Regions from separate parts of the Zea mays genome. Here regions 1 and 2 are each linked to region 3. Evidence: chromatin contacts called from public Hi-C data. All regions are on one chromosome and are shown on one strand. The core of a region is the stretch at or near the end of the contact, and the rest is flanking DNA. Distances in the headings are between cores, read along the strand shown.

The links. Hi-C and Micro-C count contacts between places; a contact is called where the count stands out from the background.
Region 1: a Hi-C map of ear shows a contact between it and region 3, with 2.6 times the contacts expected there. The contact joins the enhancer-like site here to the promoter of LOC100382839 in region 3. A contact is called at or near these places in 2 of 25 Hi-C or Micro-C datasets (bundle sheath and ear).
Region 2: a contact with region 3 is called in a Hi-C map of leaf, with 7 times the contacts expected there. The contact joins the enhancer-like site here to the promoter of LOC100382839 in region 3. A contact is called at or near these places in 17 of 25 Hi-C or Micro-C datasets (bundle sheath, ear, endosperm and 6 more) and 1 of 3 datasets of contacts at active chromatin or transcription factors (leaf).

Annotation. Positions count from the first base shown.
Region 1 is chr5:44,606,533-44,610,044 of Zm-B73-REFERENCE-NAM-5.0, reverse strand. No RefSeq gene overlaps it. Among protein-coding and RNA genes, the nearest start is that of LOC109939473, 15 kb to the left of the region's middle. Within about 2 kb of position 2,179, at least 4 of the 20 cell types and tissues checked have an H3K27ac peak or open chromatin away from gene starts, as enhancers often do. A contact at or near this core is called in ear, where this site is marked.
Region 2 is chr5:45,161,877-45,165,228 of Zm-B73-REFERENCE-NAM-5.0, reverse strand. No RefSeq gene overlaps it. Among protein-coding and RNA genes, the nearest start is that of LOC100304398, 86 kb to the left of the region's middle. Within about 2 kb of position 1,433, at least 17 of the 20 cell types and tissues checked have an H3K27ac peak or open chromatin away from gene starts, as enhancers often do. A contact at or near this core is called in ear, leaf, leaf mesophyll and 3 more, where this site is marked.
Region 3 is chr5:44,888,960-44,892,219 of Zm-B73-REFERENCE-NAM-5.0, reverse strand. It overlaps LOC100382839, which reads left to right and starts at 1,346. Exons shown (of 3, transcript NM_001175536.1): 1 at 1,346-1,673. The coding sequence starts at 1,472.

The DNA.
Region 1 (3,512 bases), core at 930-3,429, 280 kb after region 3:
TAGCAACACAGTAGTAGCCTGGGCATTCTTATGAATTTGCTCATGAACAAATACGAGATTATCACAACTATCAAAATGCATTCCATTTTCAACTATTTCCCAAATGGAGAGAGAATAAACGACTACGCATTTTATGACTCCAAAAAGAGTAGTCATCTCCATCAAAGTGGGGGGTTACCTAGTGGAATAGACGATAAATGTGCATTTGAATTGTATGGCATGCGAGAATAATCAAATGAATAATTTTGATTAACCTTTTTCTTTTTCATGGACAAGTCGTTGTCATCGTCATCCCTTGGTGAAGAAGAGGAGGCTTTGCTCTCATAGTAGATGATCTTCTTGAAGCGCCTCTTCTTCTTCCCATCTTTCTTCTTGTTGTTTGAGCCTGAGTCGGTGGGCTTGTCACCTTTTAGCTCATCAACATAGAGAGTCTCCTTCTCCTTGTCGTTGATCACCATTCCCTTGTCTTTATGATCCATCTCTTCAAACGGTTAGTCCCTGAATGAAGAGTACGGCTCCGATACCAATTGAGAGCACCTAGAGGGGGGTGAATAGGTGATCCTGTAAAAATCAAGTCTAAACAACACAAACTTTGTTTATAATAAATGTTAGTGGGATTAAAACCAAGGTGATATGAATAGAGAGAAGAGAACTCTTCACTTGATTGTTCATTTAGGATATGTATTGAACTTAGGAACAATAGCGCAAGTGAATAAGTGAGAACTCTATGGAAGAAAATAATCACGATAGAAAGATGCACAAGTGACATGGTGATTTTATCCCATGGTTCGGTCAATGTCTACTCCACATTGTGGTGACCTCCTTCGGTCAAGGATTGCACCCAATCCCTCTCAAGTGATCCAAAGATCAAACTTGAGTACAATGGTTTTCTTCCTTTTCTCAAGTATTCCCTTCGTGAGGAATCTCCACAAGTTGGTGTCTCTCACCCTTACAAGATTCATCACAAGAACCACAAGAGTAAGGGAGGGAATAGAAACACACACAAGAACTAGAGTCGCAGCAACAACACGCACACAAGTCAAGAACTGAGCACACAAAACAACGCAGTGGAGTTACAACTCAAAGAAATGCTCAAATCTCTATATCAATGAATCGAATGAGTGCTTGCGAAGTCTAGGTGTTGTAGGATGTTCAATGGATGCTTGGTGTAGTGCTCCACGCCTAGAGGTCCCTTTTATAGCCCCAAGGGAGCTAGGAGTCGTTTGAGTTCTATTTGGAAGGCTCTGGTTGCATTCTGTCCGTGGGCGCACCGGACAGTTTGGTGCATCACCGGACAGTGAACAGTGCCTGGTTTCTTTCCTTTTCTGGCGAAGCTGACCGTTGCCAGCCACTGGTCTTGTGGCACACCGAACAATCAGGTGCAACCTTCTGACCGTTGGCAGAGCCACGTGTCACCCGCTGATCGCGCGGTCGACGTTAGCTGGGCACGTAGCTAGCACACTGGACAGTCCAGTGAATTATAGTCGTGACGCCCTGAGTTTTTCCTGAGAGCGGCCAGTTCGCTGAGCGCGCCAACCTAGGCACCAGACACTGTCCGGTGCACACTGGACAGTCCGATGCACCACAGGCTGGTGCAGATTTGGCTAAACTTAGCCAAACTTCTCCCTTTGAATTTTTCTTGATTTGAGAAGTTTTCTAGCACTTAGTAGAACATAGTTAGTACCAAAAACAATTTACTAAGTGTTAGAATCATACCTTTATTTTTCCATTTGCATCTATTTAACTCTTAGCTCATTAAAGTCATAACTCAATGTGTTGAACATTTAATCACCAAAATAATATAGAAATGGTCTAAGGGCATATTTCCCTTTCAGTAGGGAACCCCGCGCCCGAATATTTCAGACTTGCGTCCCGCGCACTGTATACCCGTGACACTGACAAGAGCAAATAAGCCCCTCGACTTTGGCTTATTGACAATTTCCCGTACACGATGAACCAGCTAGGGAAATAATAGAAGCACAGCAGGGTTCTCTTTGTACCTCAAAAACCATAGCAAGTCATCCCATCCTTTGGTTTGTTGCGATCAGAGTTGAACCTAGCAGGGGATATAAAGTTAACATGTTGTACACTTCTATTGCATGGCCACCACGTAGGGCAGGGGCACAGGGAGGCAGCAGCTGCGGCCAAACCCCCTCTGGACATCAAGCCAACAGATAGACAGACAGTAACTGGCTTGAACCCTCCTCTCCATTCTTATCCTTGGTGCAGCAAAGCCAACCTCAGGTGATCCCGCCCTGTCCAAGCCCTGGCCTCATCCATTTACTACCCCCTGGAAACCAGTAGAAACGGTAGTGGAGAGGGATATTTCCTTGCAGATATTTTTGCTCACGTCTGAACATGTTCAGGTCGACTCCTATACCAAGTTCACCACTTTTTTCTCCTAGAATTAAACAACAACAGGGGAACCATCTTTAATGAACTTTGTTCACCCACTAACCCCCTAACTTTTTGCTAAAGATACTATGAACCAGAATCTCACCAATCATTCACCAGAAAGCTCCAAATCTGGAGAAAAACACTGAACCATATCTACAGTCTACTGAACCAGAGCTGCACCCCTCATGTCTGACAAGGCAGAATTGAGAGCACACAACGCACAATTTTGTGTAGTACGAGATCCAACACTCCTAGAGACTTGTTCTCCTTCCTATAGTCGACCAACTTACTATAGAAACTTCAGCCAAAAACTACACTAATTGAGCACAAGAGCTCCAAACTAGACACCACACACTGCCATATAGTTTTTCAGTTACCGAACAAAATTCAGTTACTACAACCTGCCAGTCCATCTTAGCATCGATTTCTTTTTGATTTTGGTGTAGTACCAAGCCTTACAACCTATAAGAAGTTTGTTCTCCTTACTATGTACTACCAACTTGACACAAGCACCCTGATCCAAAACATTATTGATCAACATCTACAGGGCCCCAAAGTGACCAAGAACTCACTGTCATGGTTACTGATGTCTGAAGTCAGGCAATAATAACACCTGACAGCCCTCTTTCAAGCAAGCTTTATTCTCCTTTTTATGTAGTACCAAGCCACCTTCCCTTAAAAAACCTTGTCACTAATGTATGCTCTTCAAATTTTCTACTAAGAGTATAGCTGAATACCTCATAGATATCTCACAAAGAACCCCCAAAGTTGTACCGAACACACAAATTCAGCCTCTGAAATTGTACTAAGTTTGATATCCAGATTAAGACATTGGATCTTTGGACCACTGTTACTACCAGTTCTAAATGACTTTAGGGGTAGGACTCTTTACCAAACGTACACACCAATATGTGGTCTTCCACTTTGTTACAGTAACCTTGGTCTAGAACTGTATAGATTAGCTATTAACAAGCCTCCAAAGTGGCTTCACACTGCAAAAACTGAGGTTCTTAAATTCTAGGATTAAACATTCCACTTTGGATTAAACATTCCACTTTGGAACAAGGTTTACAAACAGTTCCATATGGTTTTAGGGCTGAGTAACTTAATCAAAT
Region 2 (3,352 bases), core at 184-2,683, 270 kb before region 3:
TGAACGTGCCCGATTCAGCGGAGGCCTGATGGATCCAAGCGCACGGCATTTGTTTTTATCCTGTGGATTCGGATTCTGGTACATGTACACTGGCGGAGAGCGGAGACCATATGATATACACGCCCTAGACGCATAGGCTAGGTAGGCATCCGTGGCCACTCGAGCCATGTGGCCGCCCTTGTAGTGTTTGGTTGAAGAGCTAAGTAGAACGGAGCCGTTCCATCCCTGATTCTAGGAACGGAGCCGCTCTGTTCTGTGTTTGGTAATCTGGAACGGAGCAGTTCTGTTTTTTGTTTGGTTGTAGAGTGAACGGAACGGAGCGTGACTGTGAGAGCGGGATTGGAACGGAGCGGCTCCGTCCCATTGATTTTTTGGAGCGGAATGGTTCCGGATCTGAGGAGAATATTCCCTAATTGGAGTCATTCCGTTCTAGTTACTTTGTAACCAAACAACAACAAAACTTGGACAGAACGGTTCCGTTCTACTTGGCTCTTCAACCAAACGCTACCTAAGTTCCTTGCTCTCCTAGCTCACTGGACCGGCCTGTCTGTCTGTAATCGAGGCCGGCGGCCAGCCAGCCAGAGCCAAGTGTGCAGTGCAGGGAGGCAGGCAGCTGTGGCTTGCCTCTGCCTCTGCCGCTGCCGCTGGCTTCCCCCGATCCCTCGGCCCGCACGGTGTTGTTGTGTTTCCGGCAGAAATCCCCGATCCATCCTTGGCCCGCTTCGACTACCGTTCCCCGTATAGGCATAGGCGTATACGCATGTGATCCTCCACCGGCCCCCCCGTCTCGGCGCGCGCGCGTTCCGCATGCATGCTCCAGTGTGCCAGGTTGGTTGGCGCGGCTGGTCGTGGTCGATTTCCGGGGTCCAAGTGGATCATGGATGGGCAGGGCGAGCCTAGCCGGTGGTTCGGAGGCCGTGGATGACTAGAGGAACCGAACCACGCGGGTGCCAAATGCAAGCAAGCAATGGCATGGTGGCGTGGTCCCCCAGCCCGGCTTCCCTGCGTTCGTTCCTGTGGCTGTCCTCCTGTCAGTCACATGCGGATGTGATACGCTCTCGATCGATCCGGTAGGAAACTCAGCGGCCGCATTGGATCTCACATGCCGAGGACAGCAGGCCACAGGATCGATCGATCGCCAGCCGCCCAGCCCTACACATCTACAGCACAGCCAGCAGCGCAGCATAGTACACTTGGATCATCAGGAGGCAGCTCTTGTTCGTGACAAGCCAAGCCCAAGGCGAAGCCATGCATATATGCTCGGCGGCTTCCGTCGGCCCGCTCACTGCTGGCGATATGCACAGTGTTATGTCGCCTCCGGTGAGATCGATGAGCCAAACGGAGGCCCCGCTCCCCCCGGCCTGCACTGCACTGCACTGCACCACCGCTGGCTAAATAGTTTTATGTCCCATGCTGCAGGCTGCATGCGTGCGTGATGCCACTCTCTGCCAGGTAACATGTACAGTTGCGTACGTGACGACCGTACCGTGTACGCGTACGTACGGCGCATGCTGTGCACCTAGCTAGCTAGCTAGCGCAGTGAGTACGTACGACGACGCGTGACGCTGCTCCACACCACACGCTGGACCGACCGAGTGTTTCCTTCATTCTACTACGAGCTACGTACGTACGTACGACCGACGTGCCTGAGCTAGCTTCGCGGATTTGTTAGTGTGACCGTGACTGGTCACGAGTCACGACGAGCGTTAATTAAGCGTGCTGTTTTGAGCCTCGCCAAAATAGCCCAGGAGGGGACGAGCATGGAGGCCGCAAGTGTTGCTGGCCTTTTACAGACATGGGCCTTACCAGGCCTTGAAGTTTTTTTTAATCTTTGAGCCTGCAAACACGCCAGAAACTCCTGATGTCTCGATCCAGACTGGGATTTTGGTTTCTGCTACGTGCTATAAAAAAAGCGAGCTGTTAAATTAGAGACCTCTAAATTTTTTAGGTATCCAGAGGAAGCGCCGTGTACAGAGAGGTGCAACTGCTGGTTTGCTGGTCGCGAATTAGAGTTAACCCTAAGCATGCTCCGCTCCTCATTATATAGGTGTTCTTGTGGGCTTCTGACTCCAAGGCCTATCAGCAACACTAACACCCAGTCTAATTTTGGATCCAATCCGAGTTAGGCTTCTTCCCGTTAAGTGTGTGACCATATATGTTCACGTACACATAGACATAGTCCGAGTACTCGTACTTGACCCATTAATTGACAACGTCCTCTAGCAAGACGTGTCAACTCCTATACGCACGTAAATATTATATCAGACGAACAATTACAACATTATGTACATATTGTTCCCTTTGTCTCACGATATTTGTTTTGGCTCTAAGCTGACCTCTCTTTCTCGATACTATGAATTAAAATCCTTTCAAGGTTAACACTCAACCCTAGTATGGCCATGCATTTCTTGTTCCAATCACTCTATGGGCCCAAATATATCTCTCTCAAGAAGAGGGGGACAAATTTCATCTTGACTGACCATGCCTCACAACATGGTTCCTGACAAATCCAAGACTACCTTTATAATTACCCAGTTACAGAGTAGCGTTTGACAATCCCTAAGTAGGCCAGTTCACATCTTGAGAATATGAGACAATCTCAGGTCTAAGTGCACAATGTACATGTTGCAAAAAGAGAACTATATTACAATTTCTCACGTTGGGTCGGTCCAGCGTCATGTCATACATGCGCCCACATTATTAGTTTGACATCTAAATGTCTATGACTTATGAAATATAGTCATCAACTAATACATATGCTAGTCATCGACTCTGACCAAGGACACCATTTATAATAACCATAGAATTAAGCAATATATATATCATGAATACAAAGAAATATGTTCCATCTCTATGATTATCTCTAGGGCATATTTATAACAAGAAGGTGGCTAGGATGTTCTATAGGCATTGATTAATAGAGGCAGGCAATTTAAAAACGAAGGCGGTTGTCTTAGAAAAAACCCGCCTCTATTAATCTATATTAACATAGGCGGGTTTTCTTAATATGTGTCCGGCTCAGTGTATTGTTTAAAGGAGGCGGGCCACTTAACACAACCGCCTCTATTTACACAAGTGGTCGCCTTATATCGTCCGCCTCCTCCGTTACCCTTCAGCGTTTAACGCAGGCGGACTACAGATACGTCTGCCTCTGAAATTGTTTTACCACGGTCTTGCGAAATGAAAATCGATCAGCTTGCCGCCACCAGGTACTAAAATCGCGTGCTCTGATCCGCGCGCGTAATGAGATGCATGCCGCCATCGCCATCGCCATCGTATGTACGTGGAACGACAGGACGAGCTAGATTCCTTGGCCATCCAGGGTCGCCATCGCTGTGGGCTGCCACCCGCG
Region 3 (3,260 bases), core at 97-2,596:
CATGGAAGGCAATTGTATAGTGTAGAGGGCAGCTGTAGCCTCTAATGGAGCTGAGGGGGAAGGAGAGGGGCCCGCTGTAGTTAGCCTAAGCTGCTAAGGCCGATCAAGATCCGTTGCCCGTGGAGAAACTGAAGCTCACCTGAAGGGGCCTCTTGGAGTGTATCCATGGTGTTGATGGCGGAGCCCGTAGGAGCTGTGCACCTTGCCGTCGCGAATGGGTGATCACGTGAGGGGCGGCAGGGAATGGGTGGGGATGGCGCGGCGAGGGAGCGGGGTTGCGGATGGGTGGGGATGGCGTGATGGTCGCGTCACCGAAGTCGCGGGGAATTGGGTCTTCAGGCGGGGGCAGTCATGGGACTGGGGTTGCAGATGGCTGCTGGGTGGGGATGGCACGGCGGTCGCGGCGCTGAAGCCGCGAGGAACGGGGTCGTCGCGCGGGGGCACGCGGGGTGGACGACGCCTGGAATCCGAGGATGGGGTAGCGGAATCCGAGGATGGCTGGGCATGGCGCGTGGTGGCCTTCCATAGTTGGAGCGGATGCGAGATCTCGGGCACAGGGGAGGAGGAGGAGGCGGCGGAATCAGCGAATGCGGACGCACAGTGAGGGGAGGCAGGGGCGCGGACGCGCGGGTGGAGGCGGGGGCGCCACGGTGTGTGGACGCCCTCGTTGTACCCTTATGGTATAGTAGAGATAGTAGTAGTTCTTTTTGCTGCGTATACAGACATAAATACGTGCAGTGGTGAGTGGACGCGTCCATTATTCCCTGGATGGATGGATCGGACTTTGTGAGTGCACAACAGCCACATGCTGAATTGTACACACATGCATGTGTGTGCCGTGTGGCGGAGATGAACAATGAGTAGTGAATTCGTCTCTCGGATCGATTAGGCCGGCGAAGCGAAGATCGACGGAGATACTAATCGGTCGGCCTTCATCTGCGGTTAGGTGATTAATTAGGTGGGGGTCGGAGGCATGGCCATGCCGCCGCTCTGCACGTAATGCATAGCATGTATTGTATGTATGTATGTATGTACGCGCGCTCGTGCATCAGCAGCGCGGGAATGACTGAGTGAGCATGATGACACCATGCACATATCGCCGTCTGAGCTCACCGCGCGCCTAACAAAGCCTGCCACCTGGCTTCGGCACACTACCCAAGAAAAGTCTCTCTCTTTCTCTCTCTCCTAGCTAGCCCCCGATCTGGCCCTCTCTCTCACGCGCTCTAGAACTAGAAGGGCATCCGCAGAAGTTGACCACGTACAGCAGCGGCAGCGCGGGCTCCTCCTGTTATATAACGCCCGCCTCTCGCCGCTCTCCAGCTTCTTCTTAATTTCTCTTCTATGATACAGGGGTAGGAGAAGGAGGAGGAGGAGTAGAAGCAGCTCCACACCTGTACGTAGCTGCCGCGCGCCGGTGAGCGAGGTCGTTCTTGAGAGCTGTATATATATATATAGCTCCGCGACGACGCCGATGATGGCCATCAAGTCGCTGAGCATGGTGGAGGCCAGCCTGCCTCCGGGGTTCAGGTTCCACCCGCGCGACGACGAGCTCGTGCTGGACTACCTGGCCAAGAAGCTCGGCGGCGGCGGAGGCCCTGTGGTGGTGAGCATCTACGGCTGCCCCACCATGGTCGACGTCGATCTCAACAAGTGCGAGCCCTGGGACCTTCCCGGTATGTAAGACGACGGCGCCTACACATGCTAATATAACTTGCTTGTTCCTGTCCTTGATTTCTGGCCAAGATTGATATGATCGAGCTTTTCCCCTTGCCAAGTCCTTAATTGCGCAGCGAATTCTTCTTCCTTCCTTCCCTTCCCTTCCCTTCCTCTTGGGTTTTTGAATTAATCCCCCCTGCTGTGTGAGAGCGCTATTAATTATTCTCTTTGGGTTCTGATCTGTTATTATGTTATGTGTTCCTGATGACTAATGATTGAATTGGTCCCTCAAATAATCCTTTATGTTATGCCAATCAAAGATTTTTTTTTAATGAGAAAGTAGCTGTACGATCTGTGATTATCCGTTCCGACATACTGATACACAAGCAAGTCTACTACACGGCGGCTTGCATGTATCATCCAGGATACGCTTGGCGTGATCACGTCTGTTTGCAATAAGGATGCCAATCATGGCACGCCCATGTCCTGCTGTCGTTGGCTCACCGATCTACAAGAATAATACATATACTAATATACATCTATACTTGTACTAGCCAATAAGATCTCAAAAAAAAAAAAACAGCTGCCATATGCCTTCTTCTCTCCATTATTAGCCAGACTACTACTACTCTACTAGTAGCCATGTATTCCAAGAAAATTCTCTTTGTTCCTTTTCCCTACATCCCTGCGTGTTCCTCCTCCAAATGGCACAAAAGCATACTCCTACACACATGCATGCATACAGCCATGTACTTTTGATTCGATTAATTGCATGGGCGCATCGAAATCCAAGATGCATGAATAACCACGAGTGTACTGTGCATGCTAGTTGAAACTGTGTGTCCCACTCCGAGCCATAAGTGAACGAAGAGACCATGACATCCTCTCCTGCAACTTTCACCGATCAACTTGCCAAGAATCCCTTTCTTTTCTTTCCTTCAATTCAATCGTCGCGCTTATCCCTTTCTTTTTCGCCCTCTTTTCGGAGTGTGCCCATGCCATATCGGTTTTCTTTTTTCCGGAGCATTTAATAAGCAGCTGCTGTATTTATGGGATAGCTTATTCCTTCTTTTGAGAAGTCTTTGATGATCTAAAGCGTAAACAAAATCAGAGTCAGACCTAAGCTACATACATATGTACTATATATATATTTATATGTGCAACAATAGCTGAGGCGAGACAGTCTGCAAGCAAATCCTTGCACGTACGTATTTTGTTTTTTTAAAAAGAAAAGTTCAGCTGGATCAGTACACTAAGCTAGCTGTTTAACCTATATATATGCTCGCTGCATCCAGAAAATCTACCGAGAACTATAATTTCACACGTCTTGTCTGCTGCCTGCTGCCTCCCTTGTCGCCTTCCTTTCCTCATATAACAGAAGGGTATTCGCACTGCCAAGACTTTGTTTGGCCCCATCTTGGCATTCTATCCCTCATCTGTCCCTGTTGCTGCCATGCTATCAAATATTCTCTCACTTTGCCTCATCCTTGAAGGGAATTAACAGCCAAATGGATGGGGACAAACACCAAAAGAAGGCCTCTCACTTTGCTATTAGTAGAATACTGCGCCACAAATTCTTGTCAAAATAAAATAAGATATTTATT